Linked DNA regions of Macaca fascicularis: region 2 is linked to region 1. A link is a contact called in public Hi-C data. All regions are on one chromosome and are shown on one strand. The core of a region is the stretch at or near the end of the contact, and the rest is flanking DNA. Distances in the headings are between cores, read along the strand shown. Region 1 has its middle 310 kb from the start of ACTBL2. Region 2 holds the start of PLK2 (polo like kinase 2).

The links. Hi-C and Micro-C count contacts between places; a contact is called where the count stands out from the background.
Region 2: a contact with region 1 is called in a Hi-C map of skeletal muscle, with 13 times the contacts expected there. The contact joins the promoter of PLK2 here to the enhancer-like site in region 1. A contact is called at or near these places in 2 of 2 Hi-C or Micro-C datasets (liver and skeletal muscle).

Annotation. Positions count from the first base shown.
Region 1 is chr6:63,250,044-63,256,352 of T2T-MFA8v1.1, reverse strand. No RefSeq gene overlaps it. Among named protein-coding and RNA genes, the nearest start is that of ACTBL2, 310 kb to the right of the region's middle. Within about 2 kb of position 2,747, at least 1 of the 6 cell types and tissues checked has an H3K27ac peak or open chromatin away from gene starts, as enhancers often do.
Region 2 is chr6:63,914,693-63,921,001 of T2T-MFA8v1.1, reverse strand. PLK2 (polo like kinase 2) reads left to right here and starts at 3,680. Exons shown (of 14, transcript XM_005556946.5): 1 at 3,680-4,076; 2 at 4,682-4,789; 3 at 4,933-5,049; 4 at 5,245-5,374; 5 at 5,604-5,691; 6 at 6,190-6,285. The coding sequence starts at 3,807.

The DNA of each region.
Region 1 (6,309 bases), core at 1,498-3,997:
ATGCAACATTCTCAGGTGCCTTTCTCTGCCTCTTCCATGCAAGAAGTCTTCAGAATGCTATGGGCAAAGTGCTATCTTGGACACTGGGAGGGAGGAAAGGCCATGTACCAAATCATATAGTACAGATGCTCTTTTTTTTTTAAAGGCTTGTGAACATCATAGTAAAACAGACCTTTTTAGAAGCAAATAATGGAATTCGAAAACCTGGATTTGAGAAGCAGCCCTCATAAACTTACTAGCTGTGTAAGCAGAGTAATTCATTGAATTGCTTAGAAACTCAAGTTCCCTCATCTAGTTAAAATGGATAGTAATATCTGCTTCACAGGGTAGTCTAAGAATGTGTCATTCTAGAGATTGTCATCAATCCCTTTCACACATGTGCCTCTTTTCTCCATTTGGAAAATAGAATATCAAATGGAATATGCAATAGAATATCTGGCACAATATTCTTTCCCTAGCATGTTTATTAGTAATGACTAAGTTGACCTAAAAAAACTGACTTAGAAATTATTATATGTGAAACAAATTTTAAAAGAAAGATATTGTATTACTGAAAGAAATCTAGATACTGGGTGAAAAAAATGCAGTGAAGTCATGCAGGGAGGCAGGGACGAGACAGAGAAAGTCCAGGTGGGTTTACTGAAACCCAGCCTGGCTCCGGGATGTGCAATTACCCTGGAAGGGCTGTTCCAGAGTGGTCATAAACCCACATATGTCCCTACCTACATCATCCAGATACAGGCTAGGTACATCACCAAGCCTGGTGTACCTGCCTCACTAGACCTGGACTTTTGAATGTTTCTTGGACTAGGGGTTCTCCAAATTGCAAGACAACTTATCCCGCCCAAGACTTCTCTGGGCCAAACTGACACCTTAAATTTCTAGAAAAACAATTCAGTCATTGAGAAGGCAGAGAGTCAGCATCCTTGTAGAAAATAGATGGTTCACTCAAAATGGATAATATAAAGAGAGTTTAATAAAAAGAATTTTTTTTTAAAGTAATGGATCCACTGTAGGGAAACCAAAGTGAAGCCAGAGGAGGGAGATAATTGTTGACCTTTAGCCTAAAGGTTTGAAGCAGCCCTTAAGGGTCCCAGAGGTAAAGAAATCTGTGTGGATAAAGTCTCTTTAAAGGAAGAGCCAGCCTGTAGTAACATCTATTACAGAGAGAGAACCCCGCAGGGGACTAAATACCACCACTCACCCTATCTGACTCTCCTATTGCATCATATCGCCTGTCATTGCTAAACCCAACTGAAAGCTGGAGGACAAGGGGATCCCTTGGTATAATCTATGAAGGCCAGGGCACAAAATAACATGGACAATGCACCCAGAGGTCAAAGAGAAGATATCCAGCACAGAGGGATTTTTTATGTGCTTACTGTTATGGTTTGAACTATATCCCTGCAAAAAGATACACTGAAGTCTTACTTCCCAGTACCTCAAGATGTGACCCTTATTTGGTAATAGGGTCTTTACAGAAGTAATCATGTTAAAATGAGGTCATTATGGTAGGTCCTATCCAAGGTGACTGTGTTTTTATAGAAAGTAGAAATTTTCACACAGAGACAGACATGCACAGAGGGAAGACCGTGTGAAGACACAAAGGGAGAAGATGGTAATAGGACTGGAGTGATGCATCTGCAGGCCAGGGGATGTCAGGATTGCGGCAAACACCAAGAGGCAGCAGAAGCCAGGAAGGATTCTCCCTAGAGCTATCAGAGAGACCTTTGCCCTGCTTGCACCTTGATTTCAGACTTCCAGCCTCTAGAACTGTAAGAAAATGAATTATCTGTTGTTTGAAGCCATTCGGGTTTTGGTACGCTGTACGGGAGTCTTAAGAGGCCAGTATACTTGCTAAGATGCAACTGCCCTGACTGAGCAGCCTTAACTTCTCAGAGTGGGTTCTGGCTTCAAAATGGACCTTAGAGAAAATGATGTCCAACCCTTTTACTTTACAAATAAGAGAAATGAGACATAAGAGAGCCTTGCTTACAGTCACACAACTGGTAACCAAGCTCAAACGGCTAAGTCCCCAGAAAGCTTTCTGTCAGCCCTGCATTGACAAGAAGTCAGGGACACGATTCTCAACCTAGCTAAGCACATTGCACAACACTCTGCCACCCACCTAGCATATTATCCACGTTACAGTATTCTCCAGAATAGATGATGAGTGGCATCCTTTGCTGAACTCTCACATTTCTGTAGTACCAGCAGCTTTTAGAGGGGGCTCTCAGCTAAAGGAAACAGCTCAGAAATTAAAAATTTGCCTCTGTTCTTTCTTAGTGCTAAAGAAAATGTCTAATTACCCTGAGAAAGACCAACACTAACTCTCTAGGACAAAGTGTTTTACTTCCTTGTGAATTGGCCATAAAAAGAGTTCCCCAAATAATGCTCATTGATTGAAGATTGACTGCCCCACATATCCTGAAGAAATGATAAGAAACTACACAGTCAGCAGTTAAAAGTATTAGAGAGAGTGAGAGGGTGGACAAGTGCTACCCAGAAGTAAATCGATTTCCCATAGCACTATGATCTTTCTTATCTAGAGGAAGCTTTTGTTTTCTTGTCAATCAATCCCAGCAGATCTTCTGAGGGCTGACCACACCCTGGACTGGGGAATGCTCAGGAAGGAATAGGGGGAGGAAGAAGGGAGAGGCGATTTCCTGATGGATCAGTTGCTGGCAAGTGTCTGGACCCTGGGAAAGTCGTGGTGTAGGAATTCGTCTCCTTGGAGAGCAACCAGAGGAGCAGGAACAATGCTGGGAACTGCTGATGGTGACTCTCAGGTCACGCCTTGCACAGTGCAGTCCATGGCACCAGGCTAGGCCACAGCACCTCCCAAACCCTGGGCAGTGCAGTGTTTACTCCCCTCCTTCAGTCCAGCTGCCAACATGAAGTGCCGTTCTCCTGGCTTGTTCTCTTTAAGGGAGACAACTAGCTTCACACAAGATTAATGCATTGGGATAACCAAAAAGGCGAAGTCCAAGTAAGACTTTCCTTTAGCTCCCATTAGTCCCAAAAGGAGACCACCACTTTCTTGGCTCTTGACTGATTGTTCTCCCAAGGGAAAGGCATGTTTTGACTATCAAAGTGATCCCTTTATGTACAGTTTCTAATTTGTCTGTAGAAAAAATGAGTACTTCGGATGGCATCTCTCCTCATGAAGCAACTCAAAAATTATAGAACAGTGAATTAAAGGGCCGTGTTTCCCTGCCTCGGTGTCCCCATGCCCTTTGAAGACAGTGTGCTGAGGAGGCACAGAGAGACCTTCTGCCTTGGCCAGAGCACCAGTGAAAGTAACACTCATTTAATGGAGGCTAAAATAGCCTATTTCTACATCAGTTTTTCTCCTATTTGGAAAAGTTTCTTCTCTCACTATCAAAAGTAAGCTATCTGTTAAGAAGTATTTAACCGTTGTAAGAGTTTCCTCCAGCTAAATCAATGCAGAGAAATGCCAAGATAAACCAAGATAAATCCATTTAAAATGCCTTATTGAAAACCAGATTTTCTACTTCTTCAGAGACTAACTGGAAAGTAACCATTAAGATAATTTACTTGCCTTATTTTCTCTTTCATTCATATATGAACAGGACACCTAGCTCTTCCTGAGCGTTGTAGAAGCCTCCATGGCCTTCAAATCTGGTGCACTGGTGACCTCTAGAGGACAGAATCTCATTACAGACTCAATATTAAGGTTAAAGAATCCATTGCTCTGGGGAAAATGTGAATGCATTGTCAATATTACAGCTGCAAAATAGCTTTTGGCTCTCACAGTCACAAGAGGCTTCAAGAAATTATCTTCCTCCAGGTAAAATCTCCAAGGTGTCAAATGATCCATTTTCCTGTAAATGAGAGAAGTTTGTTGTTGATGGAAATCTTTTAAAAGATGGATTTTTCCCCCCAAGATGTAGCCCGTTTTTTGACAGATTCCCAACTGAATCTGAAACGTTAGAGGTTCGCTGAAGTGCATGTCTTTAGCCATCTTTTGCCTATTGCCCACCCCTCAGTGTCCTGCCCAATTTTCAACACAAGTATTTGAGAATATCAGAAAAAGGATTCAAATAATTATTCTGGAACCCCTCTACATTGTCAGAGTTTTGTATTTCCTGATGTCAGTCAAGTAGCTTGCCATTCTTCACTACATTTTCCTTCACCAGCAGAGCTTTCAACATAGCTGAGAGGGGTTAAAGAGGGGTTAGAGAGGTCCCAGGGCCATAGAGGCTGAGTTAAGACATGATTGTGCAATGGGGCTCTAATCTCCCATAGCATTTCCAAGAGGTCCTGGGAGAGAATTGCCTTTGCATTCATTCATAGAGCCAAGAGCTTTGAATCACTTTTACTCTTAGGTAGTAACACAGACTCCATGCTGCTTAATCCGTGGAGACAGAAGTCAGACTTACAACTCAACCTGCAATGCAGGGCCATTTAGGACCAGGTCATGGCATCATTGAATAAACATTATTTTTTAACGTAAAGCTGTCTATATTCTGTTCACATTTCCTGGTATTTATTATATGTTATCTTTTATTTTCACAGCTGCCCTGCAAAGTATGTGTTAACCTATTTATTTTACTGATAAGAAACTAAAAGAGCTCACTCAATCAGTGTGACACAACATATAACTAGAAATTTGCTCATATTCCTAAATGTGTGGTATTTCCATTATATCACAAGGTTTCTAACATCAAATGTGAGGGCAGAAAATGAATGTTTCACTCATAGTTTACACTACTCACTTTATAAACAAAGATGTGCAGGAAAAGAAATAGCATGCCTGAGGCCACACACTTTAGTGGCAGAACTAGAGTTAATAGCAAGTATTTTGATTTCCATGCCAGGGTCTGGGTCACTATCCAAAGTCCATAATGATTTCCTTCTTGCCTTTGCAGGAGCTATAAAAGATGACTATGAAAGTAGCATAAATACCAGAAAGTAGTTCTCCTTTAACATTTCCTCTTCCATTTACCTGACTTTGGTTTTCCACATTAGTGAACTCTTTCTAAGGAACCCAGGGAATCCTACAAGGCTCCCAACTCTAGCTCCAAGGCCTCCCTCACCATTTTCTCTTTTGTACAGTTGTCCTTATTTATACCTATATGGGAAAGAAAATTAGACTCTGCAGGGAACAAGCAAAAGCCCATTAACACAATGAGAAGAGCAGTGGGCCTTAACACTTAAGACTCAGAGAGATTGTAATAGATTGTAATAGACATTTGAAAACTAGACAGATTTCTAGAATTGTATTTCTGTTTTTTCTAAGAATCTATTCATACGACCTCTGGAAAGACCCAGCAATTTCTCAGCAAGTCAGTTGCTGCTCCTAATATCATGTTTAAGTTATATAAAAAGATATTTCTATCTAGTTAAGGCTTACAAATAAATGATAAGGCTTACAAATAAATGATAAAACTGTTACATAGTTTAAATCAAACTATTCTACTGACAATTAAAGGATGCAATAAGTACTCAAAACTATACAATGCATTTGTTATACAAGAAAGAATGTTCAATCAATTTTTGCTTCTATAACTTCTTTCTATGGCCCAATTCTTGATACATCCCCAAGTTAACACTTCTCAGAAATATGCTAGCTCTTTTGAAGCTTTTATCAGTGCAATGTTGTTAGCAGTTCTAGTGAAGATTTAAGTTAAGAGGCTACAGCTAGTAGTGAAATGGCAGTTTGGGGATTATCTGGGAATTTCAAGGATTTCTGTTAGCACTGTCCCCATATTATGGTTGATGACAGAATTTTCAGTGACTCATCTTTGCAGTGAAATTAAGGGGTTTTGGGAACCACCCAGGTCTTCAAGGCCAGTTGTTAAAAAGTAACAAGCTTCCTTCATTATTAGAAATCGGGGGCTTGCTATCTTGCCTAAGGAACTGGATAAACTGAATCTTACTCACTTGACATTTAGAACTCATTTGGGAGAATCAGAAAAACTCCCATGTTGGTTGGCTAGTAAGCTGGAGTGTTATTCAGCCTTGTAAAAGTGTAAGACAAATAAACATATAGTATGAAGGGTTGCCCAGTTGTAGGTCGATGGTGGTATAAGAGAAGTAGAGTAGATGAGTAGAGAAGGAGAGCTAAAGATAGTATAGAAAGAAGAGAGTTAAAGAATTCTGATTTCTTTCTCTGAGTTTTAATGTCTGACCTGCCTTATTCCAATTTCAAGGCCAGCCAGCAGACTAGCACTACAAACACTAATTAGAAAAGCCCTGTTCAACCTTCTTCTCTATCCTTTTGCCGTAGTGGAGCACTTAATAACAGAACTGCAGCAGGGCTCTCAGCTAGTAGTAAATTGAGAA
Region 2 (6,309 bases), core at 2,431-4,930, 660 kb before region 1:
ATTCTGGATATTAGCCCTTTGTCAGGATGGATAGATTGCAAAAATTTTCTCCTATTCTGTAGGTTGTCTGTTCACTCTGATGATAGTTTCTTTTGCTGTGCAGAAGCTCTTTAGTTTAATTAGATCCCAGCAAATGGGCATGGTTGTTTTAAATAAAATCTTATTTACAAACGTAAGAATTGGGCTTAATTTGGTCAGGGTTTTTATAATTTGTTGATGTTATATATGAGATGACATCCATAGGATAAATTCCTAAGTAAGAGAATACTTTCATTTCTAAATTTGATAGATTTGGCCAAATTACTTTTCACTGAGATTATATCAATTACCATTCCCAACAGCAATATATGGCAGGCTGCTTCCTCAACACTTCAGCAATTCAGCATGTTCACGGCAACATTTGAGGGTTTTGCCAATTTTGTAGGAAAGCGTGCCTCAGTATACTTTTCAATTTCTCTTCTGATGAATGAAATTGAGCAAATATAAGAACCATTTGTTTTCTATTGGATAATTGGTATTTTATTCAATTGTAGGAGTTTTTACATAATAGGAAGATAAGCTCTTTCTCTGATGAGTTGAAAAGTTTTCTAGTGTTATTTATCCTTTGACTTTATTTATGGTGTTTTGTTATTTTAAATCAATGAAAAGGTTTTGTTTATATATAGTTACATTAATTAATCTTGTTTTTTTTTTAAGGATTCTAGATTTTGTAAACAGTTGAAAGTTCTACCACACTCAAAGGCTATGAAAGAATTCTCTTATTGTCTTATAATTTCACATATTTCAAACTTTCATTTGCTTGAAATTAAGTCACATATGAAGTATGGATCCATTTTTTCCTTCCTACTGGTTACCAAATTGACCCCATGATATTTAGTAATTATTCTACCGAATAGAAAGTACATTTATTTCCTTTTTTGTTCTATGGACTACAATTTTGGTTCTGTCCACATGATGGCACCACAACTCCCCCCCAAAAAAATCATTTTCTCAGTTGGAAAGAAAACACCATAAGACTTACAAAGCGTTAATATTTTATTAAATGCCTCCATGTTGTGGAAAACAGACCTGAATTTCACATGGAATGTTCAATAATTTATCAAATACTGAAGTCCATTTGGTAAAGATACATACCATAGTGTATGCTAATCAAAGAAGTAATTGAAATATATATATATTTTTAAATCACGCCAATCTATTCTTCAATTTTTTTCTTAGGCCACAGATGAATACACATACACATACACATATATGTATACACACACACACATAGTTTATTATCAACCACAAAGACATGGTGTGTAAACTAGCTTTGAGAAATTCTAGTAATATTTTCTAAACCTGCAAGCCTTCTACATCTTAGAGAGTAGGTTTGCATAAATCTGGGAAGCAAAGGTCACCCCTAGGCTTATGAATAAAGAGGATGATTACGTAATTCTGAATTTCCACCCCTAAGCCCCACCTCTTATTCCATCCTTGACAATCTCGGGGTTAAAGTCTATTGTCACTTATGAGAAACATGCCTGGACTTGCCCTGCACTCTTTAAAGAATCAAAAACAGAAGCGACAGCAAAGACTTTCCCTTTCTCCTCTACAATGGCAAAGCCTTTCCCTTTCTCCTCTCTAATGGCAATGAGCCTCTTTTCCACATTATGCTGGAAGTATTTGAGACACAGTATTTTTGTAAATGTTCTGTTAATGTTGACACCATACATACCTAAATTTGACAGTGGACTGCAGCAACCCTTTTTGTATGTACCTTCCAGGGATTCAATAATCTGGTATTCTAAATGTCTCCGGAATTTAGCTTCAAAACACTGTTTACCATATCTTGTTAACATAGGTAAAAAGATTCAAGTGTGCTGCCAATTAACCTAACCTCGATGATCTAGTAAAAATATAGAATAGTTACTTAAATCCTCCAAGCCTCATCTATAAAATGGGAATAATAATGTAGGATAATAATAATATGCCACCTCAAATGTGGCCCTGGAATAAAGATTATTTTGAGATAATTATTTTGAGAAGCAGCAGACCGAGGAGACGCTCTAAAAATGGCATATTACCCTTTTGTAAGGGAAATGTACATTTACTAAAAAAACAAAACAAAAAGCCCCCCACAAAACTCCATTTGTAAGAGTGTCTCCTCTGTACCAGGAAGAATGACTCTAAGTCATGAAAAACTTATGAAAGAAGAAATAAGAAACCCCAATCCTATTTACCGTACATTTCCTGGTCATGGTTCCTTAACTTGCCTGCTCCACAATCTTTTCTTTTGGTTTAGCTAAAGATAGTATTTAAGCCCGATTTTAAACCATCTCTCATTTTCCTGGTTATCTCCCATGTATATATGACACATACATGTTAACAAACTTCTTTGTTTTCTTGTTAATCTGTCTGGTTACAGGCACCCAGGCCAAAACTTTGAAAGGTAGAAAATTATTTTTCCTTCCTTACAATATTACTCACTCAGAATTGTTGTAGGATTAAATAAGGCATTTCAAAATACTGCACAGTCCTCAAATGTTACGCTATCGTAATTAGAACAAGAAAACAAAACAAACAAAAAAAACGTGTTCCTAGGTCAAACTGCACAGTAAAATCTGGAAATTGGAAACTAAGCCGTGTTTGCACTCACTGGCCTGCGCTCTCTTCATCCTACCAATCCCCCTACCCCCAGAAAGTCTCGGATTGACTCTCCAGGAACCAGGGCAGTTCATGAGCCATCTCAACAGATGCATTCGGAAGAAGTCATAGATGACTCTGCAAACTCACAATCGGCATCGATTTTTAGTACCAGTAACTGTCAAAGCCCCACTGTCGTCAACCGCTGCCCACTTGACACCTAACGGCACTTCCGGAACATTCCACAAGATGGCGCCCTTGCTTTCCAATCATCGGGCTACCGGCGGAGGACGCCTTGCCGAGGCGTCGACCTCGTTCTCCAAGGTTCAGGGGCTGACCTCGGACAGAGGCTCGCTCTAGGGGGATGGGCGGGGGCCAGCACTGGCACTGTTGGCCGATCGGCCCGGGATCCCAGCGTGCGGGCCCGAGTCTGCCCCAGCGCGATGCGGCGATGGGCTCGAATGCCCGGCTCCCCGAATTCCGGCCTTTCACCCGCACGGCCTCTCGGCACTGCCCCAGCTAGACACCAACGAGCGCGTCACGCGCGGGGCCTTGTCACACGGCCGGAGGAGGCCTCGCGTGCCCGTGCGGCGGGCTCCGGGCACCCTGATACCTTGACACAAGAGGCGCCGGGTCGTGGGGCGGCGGGGAAGGGCTGTGCGGGGGAGGGACTGCGTCTACACCCGCGCCCAACTCGCTCCGGTCACGGCACTGCCCTGACACCAGGCGGCTGGGGCGGGGGTGGGGCCAGGCATCGGCCCTCGGGATTCTGTTTTCTAAACTGAGGCTCAGAGCCTTCGAAGAACGTGGCAGCAGGGCCCACAGACGGCCCTGAAGGCCTTCCCGTGGCTGCGAGAGTTCCCGGCGGCCGGCGTTCGAGGCGCGCGGCTCCGCTCCGAAGCGAGACCTAGGTGGCAGGACAGGACCTGCTTCCCGGCCAAGCGCGCTCGGCAGGCCGTGGGGCGGGGCGTCGGCCGTGTCGCGGTGTCGCGTATCGAGTCTCCGCCCCCTTCCCGCCGCCCAGTATATAAGACTTCGCCGAGCCTTCTCACTCGCACAAGTGGACCGGGGTGTAAGGTGCGCGTTGGCACCGGAGGCAGGGGTGCGAGGGCCACGGCCGACTCGGACGTGTGACCGCGCCTAGGGGGTGGCAGTGGGCAGTGCGGGCCGGCAAGGCTATCATGGAGCTTTTGCGGACTATCACCTACCAGCCAGCCGCCAGCACCAAAATGTGCGAGCAGGCGCTGGGCAAGGGTTGCGGAGGGGACTCGAAGAAGAAGCGGCCGCCGCAGCCCCCCGAGGAATCGCAGCCACCTCAGTCCCAGGCGCAGGTGCCCCCGGCGGCCCCGCACCACCATCACCACCATTCGCACTCGGGGCCCGAGATCTCGCGGATTATCGTCGACCCCACGACGGGGAAGCGCTACTGCCGGGGCAAAGTGCTGGGAAAGGTGACAAGCGGAGGGCGCCGGGCTGCCGGGCGGGCTGGCGGGCGGGAGGTCTGTCCGGGCGACCCCAAGCCGGGCAGGCCCGCGGGGTCCCGCGCCCGCCGCTTCCAGGTTTTTCGGGGGTCAGATCCCAGCGCGAGGTGGGCTCCTCACCTGCTGCCTGGCTTTTGTGCACCGGCAGCGCTGGGGATCGGCTTTGCCTGCCTTAGCCTCACAACTGTGTGCCACCCCGCAGCCCAGAGAAATGCATCTTGAGTCTGGAAGCGAGGGCTTTCTGTATCAGACCTCTCTCCCTCCATCTGCTCCGAGGGAATTTTCCTAACAAGTCTCATCAGACATTATTTTTCATGTCTCCCCGCTCCAACTCCCTCCATAAAGCTCCCCTTTATATTATAGGAAAAAAACTGTTTGAAGTTGCTGTTTCCAGCAATGCGTTTCTCTTCATGAGGGAGCTTTAACGAAGTCGAATGCCTTCCTCTGACCACCCTTCTCCATTCCTCAATTTTTTTTTTTTGCTTTTCTTTCTTCCCATTTATTTATTTATTTTAAATATCTGCCGTCCATTTTTGTGCCATACTCAATTCCGTCTCGGCTTTGTTTCTTTTCAGGGTGGCTTTGCAAAATGTTACGAGATGACAGATTTGACAAATAACAAAGTCTACGCCGCAAAAATTATTCCTCACAGCAGAGTAGCTAAACCTCATCAAAGGGAAAAGGTGTGTATGACTCTTGAGTAAAGTATTTTCTTTGTGTGCAGGGATGGCCCTTCCCTGTTAGGAAAATGTCTTCTGCATGTGTAATCACTGGCTTTTCCGAGGTGACTGGAGGCTAATAAGCCTTGCCTTGCTTTTTCATTTAGATTGACAAAGAAATAGAGCTTCACAGAATTCTTCATCATAAGCATGTAGTGCAGTTTTACCACTACTTTGAGGACAAAGAAAACATTTACATTCTCTTGGAATACTGCAGTAGAAGGGTAAGTGTCAACTCCTATTTGAGAACATTTACTTACCCCGAATTAACACGGTATTCAAAAAGTATTTTATCTGGTATTTTAGCTGTGGCAGTATTTACACTGCAAAGTTAACTTTCATTGCATATCCTGCAAAGGGAAACCAGTGATTTTGATAACTGTTTGACACATTCTCTTTTTTCCTTCTTCTCTTCCTAGTCAATGGCTCATATTTTGAAAGCAAGAAAGGTGTTGACAGAGCCAGAAGTTCGATACTACCTCAGGCAGATTGTGTCTGGACTGAAATACCTTCATGAACAAGAAATCTTGCACAGAGATCTCAAACTAGGTAAGTCCTTGATGCCAAAAGCTGAGTTTTGTGTTAGAGTTCCTTTTCTCTCTCTGTCTATTTTTACATATGAATGTTCTTAATTGGGATCTAGCGTCTGCAATCTTGCTTTTGAATGGGCGTCTTTCATATAACAATTGGCTGCCTGGCTCCAAAGTGGATGTATGTGTACTTGTTTAGAATGCATTTTCAAAAGGATTCACTTTTTTTTTTTTTGTTTATCATCTAGGGAACTTTTTTATTAATGAAGCCATGGAACTAAAAGTTGGGGACTTCGGTTTGGCAGCCAGGCTAGAACCCTTGGAACACAGAAGGAGGTAAGAGTCCGAAAGATGCATCCTAGTAGGGTTTTGTGGAGAGACCAAACATGCCTTCGCTGTTTTGCATTTCATGTTTCAGAGGTCCAGTGATAACATCTATAAATCATAGCAATGTTAATTTAAAGAAATACTTACTGAATGCCCACTATGGACTAGACAGAGCACGCTGTGCCTCTAAATTGATTATGAAAGCAGTCAATGAAGTCTTTTCTTGGCCTGAAATGTATAAAATGCCACGACGTCCCTGGTTTTATTTGGTTAACCACACGTTGCATGTGGGCTAAAACAATGTGTGTGCACTGTAAAAAATTACCAAAACTCACTTGGTCAGATCTCAATTGTTCAGATGCTAAAAGTCAAATGTTTCCAAATAGAAATTCACTGTAGATATTAAGATTTTGTTTAAGATTTTGTCTCCCATCAAGTCACGTCAAGAGAACCAAGTTTAAATAGTGGAGTAATTCCTAACACGATCTCAATATTTCATCTTTCCAGAACGATATGTGGTACCCCGAACTATCTCTCTCCTGAAGTCCTGAACAAACAAGGACATGGCTGTGAATCAGACATTTGGGCCCTGGGCTGTGTCATGTAAGTAAATGCAGCAGAATAATT